Linked DNA regions of Podarcis muralis: region 2 is linked to region 1. The links are chromatin contacts, called in public Hi-C maps. All regions are on one chromosome and are shown on one strand. The core of a region is the stretch at or near the end of the contact, and the rest is flanking DNA. Distances in the headings are between cores, read along the strand shown.

Region 1 (4,136 bases), core at 974-3,473:
TTCCATGCTCACTGTCGGAGGAGGCTGTATGCCTCTAAATGCTGGTTGATGAGACTCCCAAGTGGGGAGGGAAGCTCCTTGCCGCACTCAGGTCCTCTTTGGGGTCTTCCTGTGGGCATCTTATTGAGCCCTGTGAGAACAGAGGAGCCTTTGGTCTAACCCTGCAGAGATGGTCTTAAACAGTGGCAGAAGTGCCAGTTCCTGTTGTTGCAATTGCTTAGGGAGTAAGCCCCATCCACCGTAGCGGGCCTCACTTTGCTGCGGAAGGCTGCAGCCCTGTGTCTGCTCACAGCAGCCTTCTGAGTATCCATCTATTTATATATGGTGATACTTATATTCTCTATAGGGAGTCATGCATGCTTCTTCTTTCTCCCCCCGCCCCAATTTCATCCGCACAGCATCCTTGCAAGGTAGTTTAGGTTGAGAGGCAGTGGCTGGTCCAAAGTCACTTGCTATGCTTCATGACTGAGGTGGGATCTGAATGCTGCTTTCCCAGGTCCTATGCCTAATTAACAGTCTAACCGCTACACCAAATCAGCTCACATGGACTGTTAAACATGCTTTTCTAGGGAACAAGCTCCATTGAACTTGGCGGATGTTCCTTGCATGTAAATATTTGCATAGGATCGGGCTGCGTGGCTGTAATCCTCCGCACGCTTACCTGGGAGTAAACCCAGCCCTGTCAAGCCCTGTGGTGCTTACTTTGGAATACACAAGTGGGGTGTTTGATGCTGTGCCCTGTCAGCGGGTTCAAGGGATCGCCAGAAATGTGTTGGCCTAATGTGTTGGCATTACAGATCCAGAGTTGGGCTTGAACCAGGGAAAGATTTGCAATAATAATAATAATAATAATAATAATAATAATATGCTGCCCATCTGACTAGGATGTCCCCAGCCACTCTGGGCAGATCTCAACAGAATATTAAAAACACGATAAAACATCAAACATTTAAAAACTTCCCTAGACAGGGCTGCCTTCAGATGTCTTCTAAAAGTCAGATAGTTGCTTATTTCCTTGACGTCTGATGGGTGGGCGCCACTACCAAGATGGCCCTCTGCCTGGTTCCCTGTAAGCTCACATCTTGCAGTGAGGGATCTGCCAGAAGGCCCACAGCGCTGGACCTCAGTGTCTGCTTAGGTTTGCCACACATCGGGAAAATTCCTGACACGTCCTGGTTTTCGGGTGTAAAAAGGGCGTCGGGGGCAAAATGCCAGGAAAAACCCAGGTGTATGGCAAAGCAGTGGAGGTTTTCCCCAAGAAGCTCAACAATTTGGGTTTGTTCCCAAAAAAAGCTCAACAGTTTTGTTGGACCATAGCTACTTAGGGCGTTACAGGTCAGCACCCACACTGTGACTTGTGCTTGGAAACGTACTGGGAGCCAGTGTAGATCCTTTAGGACTGTTGTTATATGGTCCCGGCGTCCGCTCCCAGCCTGCCGCATTCTGGATTAGTTGTAGTTTCTGAGTCACCTTCAAATGTGGCCCCACATAGAGGGCATTGCAATAGTCCAGGGGTCAGCAAACTTTTTCAGCAGGGGGCCAGTCCGCTGTTCCGCAGACCTTGTGGGGGGCCGGACTATATTTTGAACAAAATTATAATGAACAAATTCCTATGCCCCACAAATAACCCAGAGATGCATTTTAAATAAAAGCACACTTTCTACTCATGTAAAAACATGCTGATTCCCAGACTGTTCGCGGGCGGATTGAGAATGCGATTGGGCCTTAGTTTGTCTACCCATGCAATAGTCCAAAGTGTTCCTTCCCAAGGCTGCACAAGATGCAGAAATACTACCCCACCCCTAAATTTGCATGGCTGGGGGCAGAGGGGGCGTGTACCTGTTGAATGCCTGGCTGTCCCGCATTTCTGAATGCCAGCATGGGGTTCCTGTCCCACCCCATATAATTTTAACCCTGGATCGCTTGTTGTTGGTTTCTCTGTTTTGGGGGCGACGTATGACCTGCACTGGAACCAAAGGGGAGCGTATAGGTTACATTACTTTGAAATCCTGCGGGCAAAACCTTTCTCACAATTTACTTCTCTCGCCGGGATTTCTGTGAGGCGTAGATGAGGGGAACGCTCACGCCGAGGCTGAAATAAAACGCCAGCGCCCTTTTATTTCACAGCGTATATCATACCTCCCATCTCGTAAAGGGTCCAGTTATTTTAAAGCACCGAGAGCCTCACCCCTTGTGCGTCTTTCCTCCCCGCATATGGCTTCTGAGAAAGGCCACCGGGAACCGGAAGTTTCGTGAGAGGCGCGTGCAGCCCGTAGCCCCTTGGCGTCGGTGTACGAAAGGAAGCCGAGGCGGCCGTGGAGGCGGGTTAGTGGCGTTGTCAGCGCGAGGGCGAGGGCGGGTGGCTTCTCTCCTTAAGGCACAACGCAGGTGGTTGCCTGTATGCGCCCAGAAAAGGGCACAGTCAGGTGGCCTGGTGAGCCTCTCGGACAAGGAATTCTGTTGAGAGGTTGTGCCACCTCCATTTAGGGGACTGGATATTCATAGTGGGGTCTTTGGCAGTGCCAGTCCTTCTTATCTGCCACTTTGTCATAATATAGGCTGCTTTCACAGGTAGCAGCATCAGGAGCTCATCCATAACTGCTTAATGTGGATCAGGGCCGGATTTAGGGTTGATGGGGCCCTAAGCTACTGAAGGTAACTGGGCCCTTTATATGTCCAGCTGTCCTTTGTCAACAACAAATTGCGGCTGTTTTTTGTGTTGAATATATGGTAATTTATGGACCTAAAAGGTATCTAAAGCCATTTGCACATGCAGAATGTAGGCACCCTATATACAGTATAGAAATGAGCAAACCAGTGATATTTTAGGGTAAGGGTACCAATTTTTTCCCCAATGAATCCAGGGACCCTTTTCAACTTCCTACTAAATACAGTCATACCTCGTGTCTTTTTGGCTTGCGAATGCGGCTTCACCACGTGTGTGTGCAGAAGCGTTCTGCGCGCTTCGCACATGCACAGAAGCACTCTATCGCACTCTGCACTTCCTCAGAAGCGCCACTCCAGTTGCGGACTTTTTGGGGTGCGAACGGCACCCCGGAACAGATTGTGCCCGCAACTGGAGGTACCACTGTAGATGAATTTTGTCAGGGGACTGATTTGTAAATCTTGGGACTGTCCCCGGGAAATGGGGATGTCTGGTAACCTTATTTTAGGGAGCGGGCTAGCAGGCAGGGCCTACTACATAGGAGCCTACACAACCCAAAACACTGTTGCTGTATGTAGGTTTTATTTTATTTGTGTTTTATCTTATATTATGGAAATTTACATCCAGGGTTTTTTTTCCATTAATTTTTTTGGGGGGCCCCCAAGAGAGGGGGCCCTAAGTTATAGCTTGTTTAGCTTATATGTAAATCCGGCACTGGTGTGGATAGTAAGCTTCCTGTTGCCTCCATTAATTCTCCATCCTCCATAGGACATTCTCACTGCCTTCTCCCTCAATGTGCATTTTTTTTCCTACCTGGGATCCTCCAAAAAGGAGAGGGTGTGAGAAAATTTGGGTTGAGGGAAGGGAGACAGGTGAGGAGGACAGTCACACCCTCACCATTTCAGGTCACTGGGAGTTATATTGATAGTAGTTTCTGTAGGTATTTGAGACATTTTAGTGATGATGAGCTGAAACATTGGACACGGCTCTGTGAAGAGTTTAATTATGCCCATTTTTAATTTCCAATCCCTTTTATGCACAAGGTTTCAGGCCTCAGTTAAGCCTGTTACAGCAAATCAAAGAAGCTACAGCGTCTGTTAGATAAATCTGTGCACCCGAGGAAGGGCATTCAGTAGCATCTCTAAAGTAATTTCATGTTAGTTTTAGATTGTGTTGGGCTGCAATCCTATACCTTCTTGCCTGGAAGAAAGTCCCATTGAACTCAGTGGGACTTAATTCTGAGTAGACATTGCACTGTTTTAGTAATATATTCTGGTGTTACAATGAAAAGGAACTTGTAAATTGCACATGAAGGGCTGGGATTTTTGAACCATGAAGTTAGAAAGTAAACCCACTGTCAGCTTTTAAAATTGAAAATTAGCAATCCGCAATCACCTTATTTTAGTAGCATGTACTGAATATAACACTTCGTAGGTGCTTTGTAATTGAAAATGTGAGAAATCAGTCGTGT
Region 2 (4,639 bases), core at 2,017-4,516, 280 kb before region 1:
TCCATATAGCATGTAATGAATGGAACTTATTTCTAAAATCGCTACAAGATGTCGGGATGGCTTAAAAATATATACAATACAAATTCCTGGGGGCTACTAATGAGCAAGCAGCAGAGACTGGCCACCATCCGAATGCAAACTCCCAGGTACATCTAGCTAGCTCCTATTGGAAACGAAATGCTGGACTAGATGGGCTTTACTAATCAAGTAAAGTAACAATATTTCTATATAACTAGAGCATATCAACAGGTGATCTGTTTTAAATGTTTTAGGTGGTTTTTGGTGTGTGTATGTGATGTAAACCACTTTGATTCTTTTGGTGAAATGGTGGCAATTTTATAAAAAAACACTTATTTTATGTTTATTGTTTATTTCTTTACAAACCACACATTCATATAGAATATTACAAGGTGGTATGCAAACCAAAAACCACAGTAAAGGTAAAGGTAAAGGTACCCCTGCCCGTACGGGCCAGTCTTGACAGACTCTAGGGTTGTGCGCCCATCTCACTCAAGAGGCCGGGGGCCAGCGCTGTCCGGAGACACTTCCGGGTCACGTGGCCAGCGTGACATCGCTGCTCTGGCGAGCCAGAGCCGCACACATAAACGCCGTTTACCTTCCCGCTAGTAAGCGGTCCCTATTTATCTACTTGCACCCGAGGGTGCTTTCGAACTGCTAGGTTGGCAGGCGCTGGGACCGAACAACGGGAGCGCACCCTGCCACGGGGATTCGAACCGCCGACCTTTCGATCGGCAAGCCCTAGGCGCTGAGGCTTTTACCCACAGCGCCACCCGCGTCCCCACAGTAAAAACCACAGTATTTCAATATAAATGCCAAGCACATCAGTAAGAGCTGGTTGGCAATGAGCCTTGGGTTTGAAAGGCCTGTCTGAATTATACAATTTTTAGAAGACATCTACAAACAAGCAAAAATGACTCCTGCTGAACCTCTATTGGCAAGAGCCCCACACGGCAGAGCCTGCTGCACTAAAGGCTCAGCACCTGGTAAAAGCCATCGGGGGGGGGCATTGGGGGGGGGGGAACCACCAAAGGTGCCCCATCAGAAGACCTGTGCAATTAAGTGGGGAGCATAAGGAGACAGGTGGTCCTGATGAGCTCTCGTCTGAGATGCACTATTTGACACAGCTACAGTGCAGAGGAATGAAGGATTTCTTAAGCAGTTAGGTTTTGGGAGGGGGTTGTAACAAGTGTATTTCTTTACTCACATTTAATGACTGACCAGTCTTTTCCACAAGAAATACTTGGACCACATACTTGTAACGATCATAGTTCAAATCCTTGACAGCTGCTAATAAATCTTCTGTGAGGCTTATACATATCATGGAGCCATTCTGACCAGCATATTTAAAATCTTGAAGTTTGCTCTATTGAGAATTAAACACAGAGTTGCCGGTATTCATATAAAAAACATCTCTGTTGAAATTTTACACTCACTTTAACAAATATATATAACGATAGTTCTCCTGCTAATGAATTTTACAATTTCTTTTTTGTAATATTCATAAGTGAACACTCACACCCTAAATTTTGTACATTTTTGCAAACACAGTGTTCAAATATTTTGTTTAGCTCAGTCAGTGAAACTACCTTAAGCAAAGTGTTCTTCCTAGAAGGTGTACTTCAGATTTTTATGCACAAAGACTTTTATTTTAAATGGAAAAGTCCACTACCACCTCCTGCACCCTTTCAGGTATTAAGATCAGCAGAGGGAACTCTCTTGGTAGTTCCACAGCCCTCAGAAGTTCTGGTGGTGGTGGCGCAGAAGAGGGCATTTTGTAACCTGCCCTCGTTTTCAAATTCATGTAAATATCCTCTTTGAGTACAAAGGTTGTACATAAACCAAGACCATTTGAATTGTTCCTTAAAATAAAAATGCATCACATTAACATATAATAAAAAAACTGAGACCGATACCTTTACTATAGTAAACAATAGTCTATTATAAATCAGTTTGCATGGTCAAATAAATTTTGAGGCATTGAGCAACTGCTAGTAGTGAGTTTGTATAAAGTTTAGAAGCAGAACTAGTGCGCCATAACAAATCTTAACACTACCTTTAAGATCTCTTCAGCTTTCTTCCTTATTACATGAGCCTCACATTTTCTATAGGGTTCCATTCTGTATGTGTTCGCATATTTTGGTCTTGCAAAACTAGCCTTGAACGCCAAGAGCTCATTTCTTGTTATATCTGTAATAGACTCATCATCTGGGTCAAAACCTGGAATCTCATGGCTCGAAGCTCTGTGTCTCCCAATCTGTGAAGGCTGGAATGCCCCCATAATTCATTTAGGAATCAGTTATCACACTTTTAGGCTTCAAAATAATAATAATAAAGTTATAAGCACTATCAAAAAATAAGGCAAGGTAACAAAATTGTCCATTTGGCATTCACTGTCAACTCTTAACTTCTTAGCGAAAGTTTATCTTCATATTTATCCAGTTTCCAACACTGAAATCAATGGGGAGCTTTGTTTGTAGCAGGCAGAGGTAGACTCAGGCTGCATACACACCCAGACCCTCCAAGTGTCCCTAATTTTCCAAGGACAGTCGTGTATTTACAGAAGCCATTTCAGTTTCTGATTTGATCCCGGAATGACCCGCTTTTCCTTGTTGTTGTTTAGTCATGTCTGACTCTTCAAGACCCCATGGACCAGAGCGCGCCAGGCACTCCTGTCTTCCACTGCCTCCCGCAGTTTGGTCAAACCCATCAGAGAAATGTTGGAGGCTATGGAGTTATCCAACCCCCGAGCCATCTAAAGGCAGCCCTGTATAGGGAAGCTGCAGAACGTTGCATGGAAGACAGAACCTGTGGCGTCTCAATACTGCTAGCTAGCATCTCACTGACTCCACAATAAACACGTGTTAGCGTGTGCGTCGATCAGGACTCAAATCACCACTTAGCCATGAAGCTCACTGGGTGATCTCCGGGCTTAGAGGAGAACTATGTACGAAAAGTGAGATCAATCGATCAATCAATGCAATCAATAAATATCGCAGGAGGGAAAGTGCAGGGAAAGCTCATTGTGCGGAGCAGGGGAGGACGTTCTGCCCGGGAAGGCTCAACCAATCAAGGCGCATGCGCACTTTGGACAGCCGCGCTCCCCGCCGCTTACCCGACTCAGTTCACTGTGCTTCCTCGACGCCCCCGAGTGGTGAGAAGGGGTACTACTCAGCCTTTTCTTGTGTTTGTCCATGGCTTTGTCCGTATTCGCTCAGGCAAAACGGGGCGGGGCGGAGGGTAGCAGCCGCTCACAAGCTTTCCGACCAAACCGCCTGATAGGACGAGCGTTGCTCGAAGGGTTTCCCTTTCCTCGGTGACGTCACCAACCGCGACAAAAGCGACCCGGAGCTAAGAGAAGCTGAAAGGAATGGAGGTAAGTGTGTAGAGCTAGAAAGTGAAGAGTCGTACCCTCCGTCCGGGAAGAGAGCACAAGGGTGAGAGGGCGGATATTTAACTCGCGTTCCCCTTGCTGCAACCTGTAGCGCTCCACCTGAGGGGCGAGGGCGTATATGGCTGCCTCTGCCTGCAGAGTTGCTTTCTTCTGACAGGTGTGGAGATAGTAGCATAGTGGTTGTTCACACATACACCAAGCACAGACTCCTGCAAAGTTGGGGTCATAATACTGGACTGCACTGCAGGGCTGATGTAATCAGGGTTACAAATGTGGCTCACCGCATTTTCCAGGGCTGGACTTTTAATCCATGCTCATGTTACGCAAAATGCGTCTGCATCTTGTGCTTCATTATAAAAAGCTACTTTCTGGTGTGTTGTTTCTCCAGCCAGTTTCACACTGACTGACTGCAGTTCTTAAGCTGTTCCTAATCCAGTCTCTAGTCAAGTTGTGAACAATTGCATAGGGTAAAGAGATTTCGGCTCCATCAACACCCGCTGCTGCGTACACAGTCAGAAATGAATTGGAACAGCCGGTGGGAAGGGCTGTCAAACAAACCAGGGAGAATGACAACTCCACTGTGCTCTAAGGTGGTCATATGAATACACAGTTGGTACAGTGTATGGGACGTGGGTGGCACTGTGGGTTAAACCACAGAGCCTAGGACTTGCCGATCAGAAGGTCGGTGGTTTGAATCCCCGCGATGGGGTGAGCTCCCGTTGCTCGGTCCCTGCTCCTGCCAACCTAGCAGTTCGAAAGCACATCAAAGTGCAAGTAGATAAATAGGCGGGAAGGTAAATGGCGTTTCCGTGCACTGCTCTGGTTCGCCAGAAGCGGCTTCGTCATGCTGGCCACATGACCCAGAAGCTGTACGCCGGCTCCCTCGGCCAATAAAGCGAGATGAGCGTCACAACCTCAGAGTCGGTCATGACTGGACCTAATGGTCAGGGGTCCCTTTACCTTTACCTTTACAGTCAAACCTTGGTTGTCAAACGTAATCCATTCCGGAAGCCCATTCGGCTTCTGAAATGTTCGACAACCGAGGCGCGGTTTCCAATAGGCTGCAGGAGCTTCCTGCACTCATGCGGAAGCTGTGTTGGATGTTTGGCTTCCAAAAAAATATTTGAAAACTGGAACACTTCCGGGTTTTCGGCGTTTGGGAGCCAAAACGTTCCAAAACAGAGGCGTTCAGGAGCCGAGGTTTTACAGTACATAAATGTGGTATAA

Evidence for each region. Hi-C and Micro-C count contacts between places; a contact is called where the count stands out from the background.
Region 2: a contact with region 1 is called in a Hi-C map of blood, with 2.2 times the contacts expected there. The contact joins the promoter of ERMARD here to the promoter of FAM120B in region 1. A contact is called at or near these places in 2 of 3 Hi-C or Micro-C datasets (blood and tail).

The regions. Positions count from the first base shown.
Region 1 is chr3:48,435,832-48,439,967 of rPodMur119.hap1.1, reverse strand. It overlaps FAM120B (family with sequence similarity 120 member B), which reads left to right and starts at 2,223. Exons shown (of 11, transcript XM_077925804.1): 1 at 2,223-2,325.
Region 2 is chr3:48,720,542-48,725,180 of rPodMur119.hap1.1, reverse strand. ERMARD (ER membrane associated RNA degradation) reads left to right here and starts at 3,266. Exons shown (of 18, transcript XM_028723954.2): 1 at 3,266-3,394. The coding sequence starts at 3,389. DYNLT2 (dynein light chain Tctex-type 2) reads right to left here and starts at 3,270. Exons shown (of 4, transcript XM_028723962.2): 1 at 3,134-3,270; 2 at 2,075-2,284; 3 at 1,226-1,384. The coding sequence starts at 3,214.